Regions from separate parts of the Mus musculus genome. Here all the other regions are linked to region 1. A link is a contact called in public HiChIP or PLAC-seq and promoter capture Hi-C data. All regions are on one chromosome and are shown on one strand. The core of a region is the stretch at or near the end of the contact, and the rest is flanking DNA. Distances in the headings are between cores, read along the strand shown.

Evidence for each region. Promoter capture Hi-C pulls out the DNA fragments that hold promoters and counts their contacts. HiChIP or PLAC-seq counts read pairs in DNA pulled down with a chosen protein or histone mark. Capture Hi-C pulls out chosen DNA fragments and counts their contacts.
Region 2: a contact with region 1 is called in a promoter capture Hi-C map of fetal liver, with 2.7 times the contacts expected there. The contact joins the enhancer-like site here to the promoter of Csrnp2 in region 1. A contact is called at or near these places in 23 of 39 promoter capture datasets (the 3T3-L1 cell line, 3T3-L1-derived adipocytes, the C10 cell line and 15 more), 3 of 484 Hi-C or Micro-C datasets (CD8 T cells, the N1E-115 cell line and double positive thymocytes), 3 of 115 datasets of contacts at active chromatin or transcription factors (bone marrow-derived macrophages and embryonic stem cells) and 3 of 9 other capture datasets (adipose tissue, liver and pancreatic islet).
Region 3: a contact with region 1 is called in a promoter capture Hi-C map of adipose tissue. The contact joins the promoter of Mettl7a1 here to the promoter of Csrnp2 in region 1. A contact is called at or near these places in 2 of 39 promoter capture datasets (fetal liver and hematopoietic stem and progenitor cells), 1 of 115 datasets of contacts at active chromatin or transcription factors (effector CD8 T cells) and 3 of 9 other capture datasets (adipose tissue, liver and pancreatic islet).
Region 4: a contact with region 1 is called in an H3K4me3 HiChIP or PLAC-seq map of embryonic stem cells, with 4 times the contacts expected there. The contact joins the promoter of Galnt6 here to the promoter of Csrnp2 in region 1. A contact is called at or near these places in 9 of 39 promoter capture datasets (the 3T3-L1 cell line, the C10 cell line, cranial neural crest and 4 more), 1 of 484 Hi-C or Micro-C datasets (double positive thymocytes), 6 of 115 datasets of contacts at active chromatin or transcription factors (effector CD8 T cells, embryonic stem cells and stem cell-derived neural progenitor cells) and 4 of 9 other capture datasets (adipose tissue, liver, macrophages and 1 more).

What each region holds. Positions count from the first base shown.
Region 1 is chr15:100,493,978-100,498,129 of GRCm38.p6, reverse strand. It overlaps Csrnp2 (cysteine-serine-rich nuclear protein 2), which reads left to right and starts at 2,891. Exons shown (of 5, transcript NM_153407.2): 1 at 2,891-3,096. It also overlaps a transcript of Tfcp2 not described here.
Region 2 is chr15:100,745,978-100,749,844 of GRCm38.p6, reverse strand. No RefSeq gene overlaps it. Among named protein-coding and RNA genes, the nearest start is that of Slc4a8, 14 kb to the left of the region's middle. Within about 2 kb of position 2,129, at least 111 of the 459 cell types and tissues checked have an H3K27ac peak or open chromatin away from gene starts, as enhancers often do. A contact at or near this core is called in CD8 T cells, the N1E-115 cell line, bone marrow-derived macrophages and 2 more, where this site is marked.
Region 3 is chr15:100,302,986-100,307,234 of GRCm38.p6, reverse strand. Mettl7a1 (methyltransferase like 7A1) reads right to left here and starts at 2,418. Exons shown (of 2, transcript NM_027334.3): 1 at 1,891-2,418. The coding sequence starts at 2,388.
Region 4 is chr15:100,727,224-100,731,163 of GRCm38.p6, reverse strand. It overlaps Galnt6 (polypeptide N-acetylgalactosaminyltransferase 6), which reads left to right and starts at 1,788. Exons shown (of 12, transcript NM_001161767.1): 1 at 1,788-1,861. I730030J21Rik (RIKEN cDNA I730030J21 gene) reads left to right here. Exons shown (of 3, transcript NR_045782.1): 3 at 280-659.

The DNA of each region.
Region 1 (4,152 bases), core at 1,642-4,141:
ACTCAGCAGCAGGACAGCCACCAGTCCATCTCTTTGGATTACCTTTCGCCCATGGTGAGGGCTATGTGATCTCCTTCACGGCAACTTGCTTCTGAACACAATAAATCTCAGAGAATCATCTTTTGGGTAGATGATAAAGGACAAGAATTTACATATAGGAAGCTGGCAAAAGGCTGCTGAGAGGGCAATACCGCTATCCTGACAGCACTTAGCTCTCTGGCCTCACAGCAACTGACAATTAAAAATACCTGGGACACACCTACAAGTCATTTGACACGTGGGGGAAAGTCATCCCAACATGCAATGTCCCAGCAAACCATAACATAAAGTTCCTTAAAAACAGCTTTAAGCCGGGCAGTGGTGGCACATGCCTGTAATCCCAGCACTTGGGAGGTAGAGGCAGGCGTATTTCTGAGTTCGAGGCCAGCCTGGTCTACAAAGTGAGTTCCAGGACAGCCAGGGCTACACAGAGAAACCCTGTCTCGAAAAAAACAAAAAAACAAAAAACAAAAACAAAAAACAAAAACAAAAAAACCCAGCTTTAAGAAATGTGTTTTTTAAAAAGAGAATGTTTGCCCACATCAATGATTAAGAAGCCATTTAGCGGGACATGGTGGCACACAACTCTCCCCTTGCAATGCAAACATGTCACTCACTGCTAGGTGCTAACCAAGCTTTCTTTAAATGTACCTGACCTTTTGTTTGTTTGTTTATTTTGGGTCTCACTGTGTAGCTGTGGCTGGCTTCGAACTCACTGTGTAGACCAGATTGGTTTCCAATTGTCTGCCTCTGCAGGGATTAAAGGTATTGGCACCACTCCCAGCTAAGAGGTTTTGGGTTGTTTGCTTGGTGATGTTTTATTGAGACTGGGTTTTTCTGTGTAACCTTGGCTGTCCTGGAGCTCACTCTGTAGACCAGGCTGGCCTTGAACTCACCAAGATCCACCTGCCTCTGCCTCACAAGTGCTGCAATTAAAAGCATGACACCACACCAGGCTGGGTTGTTTGTTTTAAGATTTATTTTTCATTATTTTTGATTATGTGCATGTGTGTGTGTGTATGTGTGCACATGAGTGCCAGTGCCTGCCCAGACCAGAAGCAGGGATCCCCTGGAAGTGGAGTCACAGATGACTGTAAGCCACCATGTGGGTGCTCAGGAAGACAGGCTTCTTTAGAGTCAAGCATACATGGGTGCAAAGCGGGGTGACCTTCAGGCAGTGCAGCCTAAGGACCCCCGGGTTTCGTCGCGTCTCCTCTGAGCTTCAGCAGATAGATGATCGGTGCACGAAATCCTAAAGACACTTTTTCATGGTCTGCTGTTTCTCCCTTTGTGGTGTTGTCTCTGTTGTCACATAATGAAGAAAACTGGAATTCATAGCACTTTTTCAAAGCCGCTCAGTGTCTCAGCTCCAAAGGTGAGAGAACATTGTAGCCAGTCGCGCTGGCTTTATATTTTCCTGGTCATATGCAAAAATGTACTGGGATTTAGAACTTATGGCGCTTTTTTCATGAAAAGATTTGAATAGCACACACACACACACACACACACACACACACACCCTACATAAAGTTTAATCCTGTCGTGCATCCACCTAGCCAATAAATACTCACTGTGCTCCTAAATGTCAAATAACCAGATTTTAAAAACCTGGTATTGAGAATACAATAAATAAACAACTCTTCAATTCAAGTTCCATGGAATCCAGTCAAGACAGAAGACTAAAAAACAACAAATACAAGTGGTAGTGATGCCAAGGAAATAAAGAGACCAAAAGAAGCAGTTATTTCAAATCATGGCTCTCATTCCAGTACTTAAGAAGCTAAAGCAGGCTTTTAAAATGGGAGGCAGGCAGATCTTGGGGTTCAAGGCCAGCCTGGTCTACAGAGGGAGTTCCAGGACAGCCAACGCCACAGAGAAACCCTGTCTCAAATAAACAAATTCAAAACCATCTTGAGCTAAAAAGACCCTGTTCAAAACCAAACGGTGTGTGTGTGTGTGTGTGTGTGTGTGTGTGTGTATGTGTGTGTGTGTGTAATGTATTACCTCTCTAATATGAAGACCTGAATAGTTACTAACTGAACCAACGTATGGCTGGTTGGCATAAGATTGTAAAGGTAAGCCGGGCGTGGTGGCACACGCCTTTAATCCCAGCACTTGGGAGGCAGAGGCAGGCAGATTTCTGAGTTTGAGGCCAGCCTTGTCTACAAAGTGAGTTCCAGGACAGCCAGAGCTATAACTTTTTGGTCCATATTTTGCCCACTTTAAAGATGAACTGCAAAACTGTGATTATCAGAGACAATAATTAAAAAAAGAAAAGAAAAGAAAAATTTAAGAATGTGAAGAAATCAGCCCGTATAGTGGCGCACGCCGTTATCCAGCATTCAGGACGCAGAGGCAGGTGGATCTCTTCAGTTCGAGGCCAGCCTGGAATAGTGTGAGTTCCAGGGCAGCCAGAGCCATGTAGAGAGACCCCGTTTGGGGTGGGAAAAATGTTGAAATCGATCCATCATATAAATAGATAGGTCATTGCTCATAATTTCTCTTATAAATTAGGCCAGCTGCAGCAAGTCATATGGGACAACCCCGTGAGAATCACGTTCCCCAGGCATGGGGTGAGGTTCTGGTGCGAGGAAGTGTAGCCGAGGATCCGCAGCCTCCCGCTTCAAGGCGGGCAACTGCCCTACAGGCGCTCTCCGGGGTCCGCCGCGAATGTTCCAGGGTGGGCGAGGGCTTTTGGGCACTGGCCGCCTCCAACTCCCGGCATGCCTTGGGTGTGGGCCAAGTGTAGACTCCATTTCCCAGGCTGCCCCGGGCCTCGGCCGCGACGCGCCGGCGCCTATAAGAGGCAGAGCGCTGCAGCCGGAGCCTATTGTTAGCCGGAGCCGGGACGGTTCTGGTCTTCGCTGCCCGGGGAGCCAGAGTGCAGAGCCGCCCGACCCCCGCCGCCTGCCGGCCGGCCCACACACCCTGCAGCCCCGAGAGCCACGCGACGGGCCTGGGAGCCGGCACGCCTCGGTCTCCCCTCCTTGCACACGGGCTGAGTAGGCAGCGGGGGCGGCGGAGACCGTGACGGGAGAAGCGGCTGCGGCGGGGCCGGTAATGGGCCTGGGGTGCGGGGAGGAGGGGTCCGCCTCGTCCTTGCCTGGCAGCAGTTCTCGGGCAGCCGTGGAGCAGCGCTCCGGCGCCGAGCTGTGCGGACTAAGGAGGCGGGGGGCGGGGAGCCGAGGCGCCTCTGGGAAGAGGCGTGAGAGCTAGGGGCGCCGGGGACGCGGGTCGGGCTGCAGGCTAGCTCGAGGGATGGATGGGCGGCTTGGAAGCCGGCTGGATTGCGGCTGACGGCTGAGTTCGGAATGGAGTGGGCAGTGATGTAGGATGGAGGGAAGTGAAGGAAGGGGAGGGGGCCTGGAGGAAAATGTGGGAGGAGTGGTTGGGAATTTGTGAGTAGCAGGCAGGAGGATGTGGAAGGCTGTGGGGACTGCAGAAGATGGAAATGAGCGGGAAGGTTAGCGGGAATCCATGGGTTGAGAGCGGAAGGGTTCTTCAGCGGTGCTGAGGGGAACTGGTGACTTGGCATGTCCCTTCTGCTCTGATTCCCGATGTCTCCCATTTTTTCTGGCGTTGTGTGCAAAAATGAGAGCATCACTTGTCCCGGGTGCTAGCTTGATCCTTTTCGCAGGCCTAAACACGCAGCCGCCTGCCATCCATCCTTTGAGTGCTATGGTCTTGATTCACCCTTTTAGAAGGGTTGAGAGTGACAGTGTGACACAGAAACCATTCTTCAGTATGAAAGGTTAGAAGTTATCCCCAAGAGATGACACTGTTCCCCGTGTCCTCCAGTTTTCGTGGTTAGAACCCCAGCCGATTCACATTCTCCTTTTCTTTGGTGGCTTTAAATTTTACAGATATCCAAAACCAGGGTGTTGGTGTGTGGGAGAGTTATAAATGGCGATATCCTTCCGAGGAGAGTTAATGCGGCATCATGTTCCAGGTCTCTCACAAAGCTCTGTGTCTTCTAGGATGTGGCTTTAATGTAGGAAGCCGAATTCTAACCTAAACGGGGACAACCTGGGGAGTAGAGGAGGGAAGGGGCCTTCTTTAAATACCTAGCTTAAGGAGGAGGTTTACACCGAGTGTCTTCCCACTTCCACGATC
Region 2 (3,867 bases), core at 880-3,379, 250 kb before region 1:
CTACCAAAGAAACATACATAAGGCTCTGGACAGCATGAGAGAGAGAGAGAGAGAGAGAGAGAGAGAGAGAGAGAGAGAGAGAGAGAGAGAGAGAGAGAGAGAGAGAGAGAACAGTTAACAGGCAGGACCACAGATATTCACAAAGCAAGTTGCAGCAGGGATGCAGGGATGCTTGTGTACCATAGAGAAGACCCTCACAAGGGCTTCAGGGAATAAGAAGTTCCACAGAAAGGCAGCAGGGCTGAGCCTGCACTCCTAGAGAAATTGAGCCGGTTATTTCTCAAAGCAAGAGATTGCCCTGTAGCACACCCTGAGGTAGAGACGGCACAAGGTTCTCCTGGGTTCCCAGATAAGCACTAGAGAAAACAGGAATGTTATCCACCCACAATTTTCTCTCTCAGAGAAGGGTTTTTCACCTGTTTTCCACAAAAAAGGCTGGGCGTGGGTGGTGTTTATAGCCTGGTGGTCTTTTACTACCTATAGAGCCAGACCTCCTCTGAACCTTCCAGACTCCCGAGTGTTGTCTCTCTAGCAATAGAACCAACTCTTTCTTTCTCTCTCTCTCTTTCTTTCTTTTTTTCTTTTTTAAGATTTATTTTATGCACACTGTAGCTGTCCTCAAACACACCAGAAGAGGATTACAGATGGTTGTGAGGCACCATGTGATTGCTGGGAATTGAACTCAGGACCTCTGGAAGAACAGTCAGTGCTCTTAACTGCTGAGCCATCTCTCCAGCCCTAGAACAAGTTCGTATAGAAGAGGTCACTCGTGCTTTGCAAAAGACATGCCCTTTGCAAAGGAGTTTTGATGTAGTTGTGTGTCTCAGGCTTTGCTGTGATAACTGTCAGGAGGAAACTTTTCTCGAAGTATGTCAAAAATAAACCGCTCAGGGTCAGACTCTGGGGCTTTGAACCAGCCCAGGCCATTCTAGGCTGTGCTGAACTAGATTTTCTTCTTGACACTGTTGGATCATTTAGCTGTCAGCCATTTGCAGGGGCACCTCCATCCTCCACCCCCCAGGGACTTAGGCAGCCTCTTGAATGTCCTGGCTCAACCTCTTACAGTAGGCAGCCTCTTGAATGTCCTGGCTCAGCCTCTTACAGTAGGCAGACTCTTGGATGTCCTGGCCCAGCCTCTTATAGTAGGCAGACTCTTGATGTCCTAGCTCAACCTCTTGCTTTCTGTTTTGAAGACCATCTCCGATCACAGCAGAAAAGCCTCCAGCTCTCTGGACTTCCAACTATCATTAAGACTTACCTGGGAATTTGCTTGGTTCACAGCCTAGGACAGCAGGTCATCCTGGCAACATTTCCACACTGGTCCAGTAGTCACCACTCAGCTCCCAAGATCCTTTCCTACGCCCCTGGAAACATCAATCATTCCTGACACATTTCAAAGACGCTTCTGCCTGCTTTCTCTCTTCTGGGCCTGAACTTGAGTGTACATGGCTCTCTTTACTGTTTGTAATCGACTTCTCAAGAGCAATGTTAGTATAGGTGTTATTGTTATTTTTGGTCAGACTCTTTTAGTTCGAAGTGCTAGAAACAAACAAATTTCAACCATTCAATGGAATTCTCATCAAAATGCCAGTGCCAATCTTCTGAGAAATAGAAAAAAGATTCTAAAATGCATAAGCAATGTTGTGTTTTATGAGAGAGAGAGAGAGAGAGAGAGAGAGCGAGAGAGAGCGCCAGGATATGTTTGCTAGAGCTGGGTATGGTGAGGTGGAAGAGGGCGCCTTTGCGGCCCATGCTAAGACATCCCTTCCCCCTGAGGTACCAGATATATAAACAGATATAGTATGGAACAGAGTTTATTTAGGGCATGGGAAGGGGAGTTGAGGAGGGAGGGGAGATAGAGAAAGGCGGGAGGGGGGGTGGAACTGGCCAGGAAGACGTGGAGAGAGGGAGGAGGAGGGTGGGGAGAGAGGGAGAGCGGCAGGGAGAGAAGGGGCAGAGAGTAAGAGAGCTAGGAAGGGGCAAGCAGCCCCATTTATATTGAGCTGTTGCCAGGTAACTGTGGGGCGGAGACTAGAAGGAATGATAACAAGCACCAAAGACAAATAGACACCATAGACGAATGTCCGATGAAAAGGCTGACTCTGGAAGTATGGTCATGTTCTACTACAAAGTAACAAAAACAGCTTGATACGGGAGCCAAAACAGACAGGCAGGCAGTGTTCGCAGGGGTGCTGCTGTAGCAGCCGTTAGTATGACAAACAAGCCATAAAACACTCAGATAAAAGACAACTTCAAAACAAATAACACCAGAAAAAACTGGATATCCACACAGAGAAGACTGAAAACAGTCCCCTCATACTGTACAGAAATCACCCCAAATGGATCAAAGATCTCAGTATAAGAACTTAATCCATTGGGGGTTGGGGGGCGGGGAATAGAGAAAAATACATCCACACATCGGCTTAAGCACTCTTTCTGAAAGGGACGAGCCGGGACGGGGGTGGGACTAGCCGGGACGGGGGTGGGACTAGCCGGGACGGGGGGTGGGACTAGCCGGGACGGGGGTGGGACTAGCCGGGACGGGGGTGGGACTAGCCGGGACTGGGGTGGGACTAGCCGGGACGGGGGTGGGACTAGCCGGGACTGGGGTGGGGTGGGGTGGGGTGGGGGTTAGGTCAGACCCTGAGGGCGGCTCAGTGGTTAAAGTATTTGCCCTGCAATGATAAGCGGCTGAGTTAGATAACCCAGAACCCTGAAGGCTGGAGGAGTGGGAGGAGCCACACTGGTAGCAGGAGCTCAGGAGGCAGACAAGTTCTCTAGTGTTCTTGGTATGTTCCAAGCTAGTGAGAAACCCTGTCTCAAAAATCAAAGTGGACTGTTGGCTGGGTTTTTTTTTTTTTTTTTGCTTTGTTTTTGTTTTTTTGTTTTGTTTTGTTTTAAATACTATTGTGTCCTTTTATCTCTGATTCCCTTCCAAAGTTTATTCCACCCTAATCCCTTACAACACCAAGTAGGAAAGAAAGAAAGTTAGAGGGGAAAGGGAGGGTAGACCTCTTTAGACTACGTCCTGTTTATTAAGGGTGTTGGGTTCCCTGGGGGCAAATCCAATCTTCATCGTCAAAATATCCAGCAGTACCGCAATCCAGCAACAGCAAACACCACAGCAAATGCAGCAGCAGGGGCAGCAGCTGCTGCCACAGGGCCTCTCAGGTCTCCCATTTATAGCCTCTCCAGAGTCCCCAGAGTTAAACTAGCTGAAGCTAGTGTATGCCCCGCCAGTGCATGACGCAAATGACAATCACCTGCTGCGAAGCAGCCTCTTATCCCACACCTGAGAGTAAAACAAAAACATACTCACACAACATAACTGAGTTTTTAAAGAAACCAAAATTCTCACTGCCTTTCCCCATTTTAATCTTAAAAAATGACATTTTCTCTAATATTAATAGACTATTAATATAAACAAATTATGAGAACTGTCAAGTAAGAATTATATTTACAATCTCCTGTTCATATGTATTTGGTAACCTTGGAGAAGGCACTCCACTATCAGTCCTTTCCCGGTGAGCCCAAAGTTTTGCACGTAAATCACTGTCTTGCATTTAACACCTTTAAAACATCTTTTTAGGCCCTAAAACATTTTCTTAACTCCTAAACAACTTAGGCTTAACTGTGAGATGTTACTATCTAGTCTTCAACTCTATCAGAGACCTGGCAAGGATGAATATCACCGGAGTAAACAGGAGGTACAGAGCAAGTAGCTTTCAAACTATAGAAATGTCAGAGTCTGCTGGCTGCCCGGACAGTCACCCAAGGTCTGTCTGTATCCTTGGAGCATCCATCTTCATCAACAGGCCCAGAATATCTGACAGACTTTTCTGTGAAGCAGGAATTTTGAAGGACTAG
Region 3 (4,249 bases), core at 1,169-3,668, 190 kb after region 1:
AGTGTGTGTGTGTGTGTGTGTGTGTGTGTGTGTGTGCCTGTATGTGTGTGTGCATGTGTGTGAGAGAGAGTGAGAGGTGTGAGTGTGTGTGTGTGTGGAGGTATGAGTATGTATGTGAGTGTGTGTGTGTGTGCGTGTGTGTGTGTGTGTGCCTGTATGTGTGTGTGCATGTGTGTGAGAGAGAGTGAGAGGTGTGAGTGTGTGTGTGTGTGGAGGTATGAGTATGTATGTGAGTGTGTGTGTGTGTGAGAGTATATGTATGTATGTGAGAGAGTGTGAGTGTGTATGACAGTGTGTGAGTGTGTATGTGTGTATGTATGACTGTATTATGTGGGAGTGTGCATATGTGTCAGTGTCACCTCCCTACAAGTTCTCAAATCAATAAGCTGAAACATTAAGATTATCACACTTCAAGTTCAGCTTTGTTCAAAACAAACCCATTTAACCTGATAGTCACAAGTACAAAGAATTTCTTCAGACTACTAGAAAGGCTCAAAGTGGCTGTTGCTCTTGGCTGCACAGAGTTCAGCTCCCTGGCTGTAACCCCTGTTCCTACCTTTGTCGTGAACAGGTTAACATTATTTCCTCCGCACCTTTCTCTTTTCTAGCCTGGAGAGATCAGTCGTCTTGAATGCTTTGTTTGTTTGTTGTTTCTTTCTGTTGGGTGGATTTTTTTAAAGTTTTTGTTTGTTTTGATTTCTGATAAGATTTTCCTATATAATTCAGGCTGGCCTTGATCTCCGTGTATAGCCCAGGCTTGCCTTCGCATCCTTCTCACCCTCTGAGATCCTGAGACTGTCAGTGGGTTTCTATGTGTGGTTTGCCACACCCAGCTCTTGATGTTTGTAATTGTTACAGAGTTCCTGAGGGTGATAAGCTCCCATCCACACATGGTCTCTTTCCAGTTTGCAGTACTGCAAATGCTTCTTTAATGATCATCCTTGGGGGGGTGGGGGAGGGGGTGCTGGAGACATGGTTAAGAGCACTGACTCCTCTTTCAGAGGTTCTGAGTTCAAATCCCAGCAACCACATGGTGGCTCACAACCATCTGTAATGCTATCCAATGCCCTCTTCTGATGTGTCTGAGGACAGCTACAAGTGTACTCACATACATAAAACAAATAAATCTTAAGAGAGAGAGAGAGAGAAAGAGAGCACCCTTGGGTGGACGTGTTTTACATATGTGTAGCTATAGATGAATCTCTAATAGAGATAGTGCATTCACTTGATGTTTTGATGTTTCTCAATGAGGCTTCCAAGCCCCTTCCTGTATGAGGGGGTCCTTACCAGATACCCCCTCCCTGCCCCCAGCACTATAGACTGTGAGTCTCTGAGACTGTCCGAAGCAAACACGGCCTTACAGTCTGTCTCATGATTGTCTGCTTTAGTTTATACTCTGGTTCCTGCCCAGTTGCTCATCTTTTTCCCTGACCCATTTCAAAACACAGAACCAGTATCCTTAGTGACCTGTAAATTTTGCTTGTTTTATTTTGGAGACATGGTCTCTGTGCATCGCTGGCAACCGAGCCCTCGAGCTTCCAGAGATCCACCTGCCTCTGCTTCCCATTGCCTGCCGGGACTTGGAAGGTTTTTTTTTGTTTGTTTGAATGAGTGGGTGACCCCTCAGCTGTTTCTGGGAGCTTCTTTACCAAGTTTGACATCTAAACTCTCCACAGGCTCTTCCCCCTTTGGCAGTTTAGAACTTTCTAGATTCTGATTTGTCAGCCCTTACTCTCTTTTGCAAAATTCTTCTGGAGTCATTTGGTATTTTTGTTTTGTTTTGCTTTGTTGTTTGTTTGTTTGTTTGTTTTGGTTTAGAATCCACCCGAAACTGATAGGAGCACCCTCACTCCTAGCTGCAGCTAGCCAGTCCTCACTCCTGCCACTCACCGGCTTCAGCACTCGGCACACCTCACGCAGAATCTTCTCCTGGTTCTTCACCGAGCACAGCACCAGGGTGCAGACCACCACGTCCACAGAGCCATCGGTCACCTGGTGCATGTCCTCCCCGGCTGCCACCACGAAGCGCTCGAACTGCAGCTGCCGGTTCTCTGCGACGCTCTTGAACAAGAACTTCTCGAAGTTGGGGTTGGGGTCGATACAAGTGACCCTGCACCCGGGGGGATAGAACTTGAAGTTGGCTCCGGTGCCGCAGCCCACCTCCAGCAGAGTCAGCTTCCCCGAGGGGCCGGCGAACTCCTGCAGATTGCTGAAGAGCTCCCGCTTTTGGCTCGCCATCTGCTCATTGTACATCACGGAGAATCGCTTCAGGAAGTAGGGAAAGCACTTTTTGCATACCCAGCTCCACAAGCCTAGAAGGTTCAGCAGAAACATGGGAAGCGCCAGGGTACAGACCACCAGCCGCAGGGCCAGGACGGCAAGCGTCATCTTTGCGAGTAGAGGAGAAAGGGCTACTGCTTCCCCAGAAGTGTCTCCTGGGGAAGGAGAGCGCAGGCTCCTGGCCTCGCTCCAGAGCCAATCAGAGAGGAAGGAGGCGCCGGCTGAGCGGGGGGGGGGGGGGGGGGGGGGGGGGGGGAACCAAAATAGCAGAGCCGGGTAGGGCTCCGATTGCGGCCTGACTCCCACACCGTCCATCCCACCCCCACCCTAACCCCACCGGCCGGCTAGCAGTTGGCCGGCTCAGTGATCCAAGACTGCCACCTTCCCCCCCCACCCCCCATCCCTTTGGAAGGTTGCAGCCTGAACCCTGACCCTGGTCCTGCCTGGCTTTGTTTGGGTCTGGAGGCTGCAGCTAGTTTCCGGCCGCGGTTGGCTAGTGCACAGTGTGTACTTTCGCATCACCCACCCAAGCCTTTTTTAGGAAGAGGAGCAGGTCAGCGCACCAGGGAAGATGGCAGCCGAGACCCCTTTTCATCGCAGGCTTATTCTTCCCTTCTCCTCTTCCCACCACACACCGCCCCAAAACCTGTTTTTGTGTAAAGGAAGTGAAAGGAAACCCTGCCAAGACTCACCCAACAGTTTCTCAGTTCCCATTCTGAACTGAGCCTTTCATAAGTTAATTATTCATCTGAAGGATCTTTGCTGTGTCACTGTTTTGAGCTGTTTGACAGTTTAAAACGCAACTGCCAATCTTATGCTTGGTTATTATGTAACTCCGCCCATTTAAAGTAGAGGTGCTCAGGATAGTCCCCGTTTGGCTTCTGATGGGCTTTATAAAATAGCTTCAATCTCCAGTCTTTTTGGTTGGGGTTTTTTTCTGGGTCTTGCTCCTTAGCCCCAGCCGGCCTTGAATTCTCTTGATCCCTCTGCGACTTCTCAAGCAGCGCTGAGATGGCAGATCTCTGTCACAATGCCCAGCTGCACTGATTTCGGGAATTGTTTTTTGAGTCATAAATTCACAAAGAAGATAAATTACTTTTTAAATTGTTTGCTTCCATATTTCACATATGGTCTTACAGGTGGTAATCGAGTTAAGAACTGTCAACGTGATTCTATGATTCTACATAAGACTTGAGTGCTTTTGATGTGTGAATGACAGTGGGAACAGACATAACTAGAAGATTTAGGAAACTATTCAGAATCTTCAGCGAGTCAGATCAAGAAAGTCACTGCTGGTTTCCAGAGGAGATGGACCTGAGGCTAGCATAGCCATCTGATATTCATATCAGGTGTCGGCAGCATGCAGAGGGGAAAAACTCATATCCTGAAACAGGAGTGGTAGGCACTGGCTGAGCTGGGTTCTGTTTTAATTCTTGTATTTGGAGGTAGAATAGGTGATACTGAGGGGTTTACACAAGCCAGGGAAATACTCTGTCACTGATCCCTAATCCAAAAAGAGGTGTGTATGAAGGTTTTAATGTCTACTCATATTTAATATACCCTACACATATGCTAAAGTCTACTCATATTTTATATACCCTACACGTGTTACAAATACAACAGCCTGGCCTGGTGGCACACAGCTTAATCCCAGAACTGACAGAGGCAGGCAGATGTTATGAGTTCAAGGTTAGCCTAGCATGTACAGTGAGTTCCACAGTACTCCTCTCAGGACTATAGAAGAGAGAGACCTGTCAAAAAAAACCCAACCAACCAGGAACATTACACCAACTATTCCACATGTGTGTGTGCACACATGGGTGTACTGGAGTACATGCATATATGTGTAGAGGCAGAATGTTTTAATTTCTCCACCTTAATTTTTTCCCCCTCCACCCCCCCAAACTTTTGCTCCGGCCCCACTCACTCTGGCCCATAGGGTTTTTGTTGTTGTTGTTTTGGTTGTTTT
Region 4 (3,940 bases), core at 539-3,038, 230 kb before region 1:
CCCTTCACCTAAGTAAGCAAGCTCAGTAAACTTCCCCGCTGTGATCTCCTGGCCTTCCCAGAATGCCTCTGGTCCCCTCTGAGCGCTCAATTCAACGACAGGGGTGCTGGGTCCTGGCCCCTGAGCCTTAGAGACTCAAAACTGCAAAGCCATTTTAACATCAACCAAAACAGAAAGATCCATTCCATTTCCCCCCCCCCCCCCCGTGGTGTTTGTTTGTTTTTTGGAGGCAGAGTATCGATATTCATCTCAAGCTTCCTTTCACTGTGTTGTCTGCAGCCACAGATCCTCCTGCATCCTCCTGCTTCCGAAATGCTGGGATCAATGTCTACCAGAAAGCATCCGAACTTGGGGATCATGGTACATCACTTCTGTAATCTCAGAGCTGCAGACGCCGAGGCCAGAGGATCAGGAGCACAAGGCCATCCTCGAGTCTATGGAGAATTTTGGTTTCTTTTAAAACCCAGTTATGTTGTGGGAATGAGTGTGTGTGTGTGTGTTGTGTGTGTGTCTATACCTATCTATCTTGCCCCAGAGAACCAGAACCCCTAATCATCAAGAAGTAGTCTATATACACCCCCTTTCTCCTCTAACTTCTTTCTCTCCAACCTACTGTTGGGGTTTGTAATAAAAGTCGGGAGGTAGACGTATAAGAACCTAATAAAGTAGTTTTTTTTTTTTTTAAAAAAGCCAAAACTCAACTATATTATGTAGGGAGTTCAAGACTACCTTTGTCCACTTGAGACTCTTTCTCAGAAAACACACATGAGGGCTGGAGAGATGGTTTGTTGGTGAAGAGCAATTGCTGCTCACTGCTGTATAGCTCGGGGTTCAGGTCCCATCACCCCTGTAAAGCCAGGCATCTGCCTCTAACCAGCTCTGAGGGATTACACCTCTGGCTGTGTGCTAGGAGGGCCACATGCATATAAATGAGTAAATAAAACCCTTCTTTAAAACCACACGAAAAGAAAGTTTCCAAATCACCAGGAATTCAGAACTAGGATAAGAAAATTACGTCAGGATGGTAGGCTCAGAACCCATGAGCAGCCACTGTCTAGGTGGCAGGACGACTCAGAATCAGACGCGAGTTTAAGTAATTTTTGTTATTTATATATTTATTTGTATTTATTGAGACGCGATCTCCTATGTAGCTCAGGTTGGCCTGGAACTCAAGATCTCCCTGCCTCCGCCTTCCGGAGCTAGGTTTTAGGATTGTGCCAAACCTAAATCTGCATTTCTAACCACCTCGAAGGTGTTCTGCGTGTCCGGACCGCATTTCTGAACCTCACTCGGCAACCTCCCACTGACCCTACCCTTGGATAGCAGGAGTTAGGTACTGAGGCTGGGATTTGGCTGGGTGAGGCCGGGCACTTGCCAGTTGGCAGTTAGATGGGAGGGGAAGTTATCTGTTCACAACCTCAGACGCCTGGGACAGAGCCTCGGGGCTCGCTGCCGCCCAGCCCGCCCTGAGAGCTGCTGGCCTCGGGCTCTGAGGTCCGCAGCCCCTCCGCCACCGAGCCAGCACGTTGCACACCGTGGCTTGCTGCTCTCGCCCTGCGGAGCAGGTGGCTTGGAGTGGCGATGGCCTGGGATGCGGGTGGCCTTGGGTGGCGGTGACATGGGGTGGCGGTGCCCTGGGGTGGAGCTGCCCGCGATGCAGTCTGGCCTCGGACCGTGCACCCAACGTGAGCGGCCTCGCATGCCGGGGTTGGGAGCGGAGTCACAGCACCTGCCCGAGCGGGGCGGGGCGTCATCCTCGACAGGACCCGCCCTGGACCCGCCCTCCCGGTCGCCCCGTCGGGAAACCCACGAGCAGCTCGGCGGCAGCGGCAGCGGCAGCGGCTTTGCCTCGGCGCGGTAGGTAAGCAGCAACGGGTCGCGACCCCATGGTGCCCTCGGACCTGGCAGCCCCGTGCTCCTCCGGGACTCCCTCCCAGCCGTCCCCTCCCCCACCCCCCTCAGTGAGATGAAGGGGCTGAGCCAGACTCATCCCCCATGCCTTCGCTTTTTGCCCCGCGCGGTGCCATCTAGCGTCTCTCGCGGTGAGACCCCTTCACCTCTGCGGTTAAGAAGCTGAGGGGCGAACTGGGAGCCCCGGAATCCCTCTTCTCCTCGCTCTCGCCCCGGTGCCTACTGTGTGCCTCCCCCGATTTGACCACCTCGTGTGCTCAAGCGTTGGGACTCCTTCCTGCCATACCCTGAACAGAAGGGACAAACCAGGAGAAGCCTCATTGGTGGGGGGTGGGGGGCCCCTCAGAGTCCTTTCCTGATTGATCTCCCCTTGGATGCTTAGCGCTTTGGAGGAGTGGGGGACGGAGTTCTGTGGTATTGTGTAGAGTGTATGACTGTGACTGTCACCACCAACTTCCTGATTCTCCCTCCCTCGTGATGACAGAAAGGAGAATCCTCCTGCTACTTGCCCAAAAGCCAGTCATCTAGAGACTCCAGACCACTGCAGAGGGCTCGCCTGATTTTGTGGACACTGCTGGCGATTGCTTGTCTCAAAGCACAAAAAGGAACCCGGCCGGGTCTTGAGCCGTAATCGCCACAGTGGTTCCAGGGAGAGCTGTAAGGTTGCACTCTGAGCTCATCCCTACAATGACTGAGGTTAATGACAGACACACCAAAGAGCCTCCAGGGCTACCTTCGCTTCACCACAGGTGTGTGTGTGTGTGTGTGTGTATTACATAGGCCGGGCTCTCCTGACAGGACAGCTGTTTCCCTGCTTGGCAGAGAAAAGCTAAGAAGGATGAGATAGGCAAATTCATATGATGACTAGATCAAGGTTTTGAAATACTCTTCATTCAGATTGTCCAAGGGCAGCCTGCATCATCGCAGGCTCCGTGTCCTCATGGACGCCCTGTGCTTTAAAGAACCCAGAGGTGGGGATACCAGGACCCCACAGCAATCGAAACTCTGAAAGAGACTGGGTACTGAGTAATTACTACCCACAGCTGGCACTGCCTCCAGCATACACAAGAGCCCAGCGAAAGGGAGGCCCCCTGGGTGTCAGGTGCCCTCTGAGATCAGAACTGTCTTCGTCCACGTTCAACTGGGAGAAACCCAGACCCGAGATCTAACCATAGGCTGAGTCCTGTTTGCACTGCCTAGAACAGAAGTCGGGTTTGGGAGGGGCCCTGTCCTCAGCTGTTCGTAGGGAAGGCTGTGGTGTATATAATGAAGGCTACAGGTGGCTGACTCAGCTCTGCCACTAATGTAGCTGCAGAACCTTGGCCACATCGCCACGTAAACATTCCAGGGCGGGGCGGGGAGCAAATGAGAAGGTGCAAGGGCTTTAGGGACCAACTGAACATAAGATGTGTCGTGGCTTTGGACGGACAACCCTGAGTGTGAGTTTAGCCTCTGGTCTTGCCTAGCTGTGTGCATAAGGCTCTGGTTCCAGTCTCCAGCACTGGATAAACTGGGCATGGTGGCCCGTGTCTGTAATGCCAGCATTTAAGAGGTGGAAGCAGGAAAACCCAAGGTTCAAGCTCATCCTTGGCTACGTGTTGAGTTTGAAGCCAGCCTGGACTATAAGACTCTGTCTCAATGCAAAAGTCAAGACCAAAGAAAACAAAATATAACTTGGGTGAGACTTTGGTTTGATTTTTTATTCCATCTTTGTGCTTTGAGACAGGTTCTCTCTTCATAGCCCAGATTGGCCTAGAACTCACTGTGTAGACCAGGCTGGACTAGATGGAACTCACTGTGTAGACCAGGCTGGACTAGGTGGAACTCACTGTGTAGACCAGGCTGAGTTCCTGCTCACAGAGATCTTCCTGCTTCTGCTCATCATCGCCCCATCCCCCACCCCCTAAGTGCTGAGACTAAAGGAGTGTGTCACCACTACAGCTCAGCTACTCAGGAGGTTGAGGCAAGGTTGCTTGAGCCCAGGTGTCTAGGGTGAGCCTGGGTGACAAGAGTGCAGCGGATCATAGTC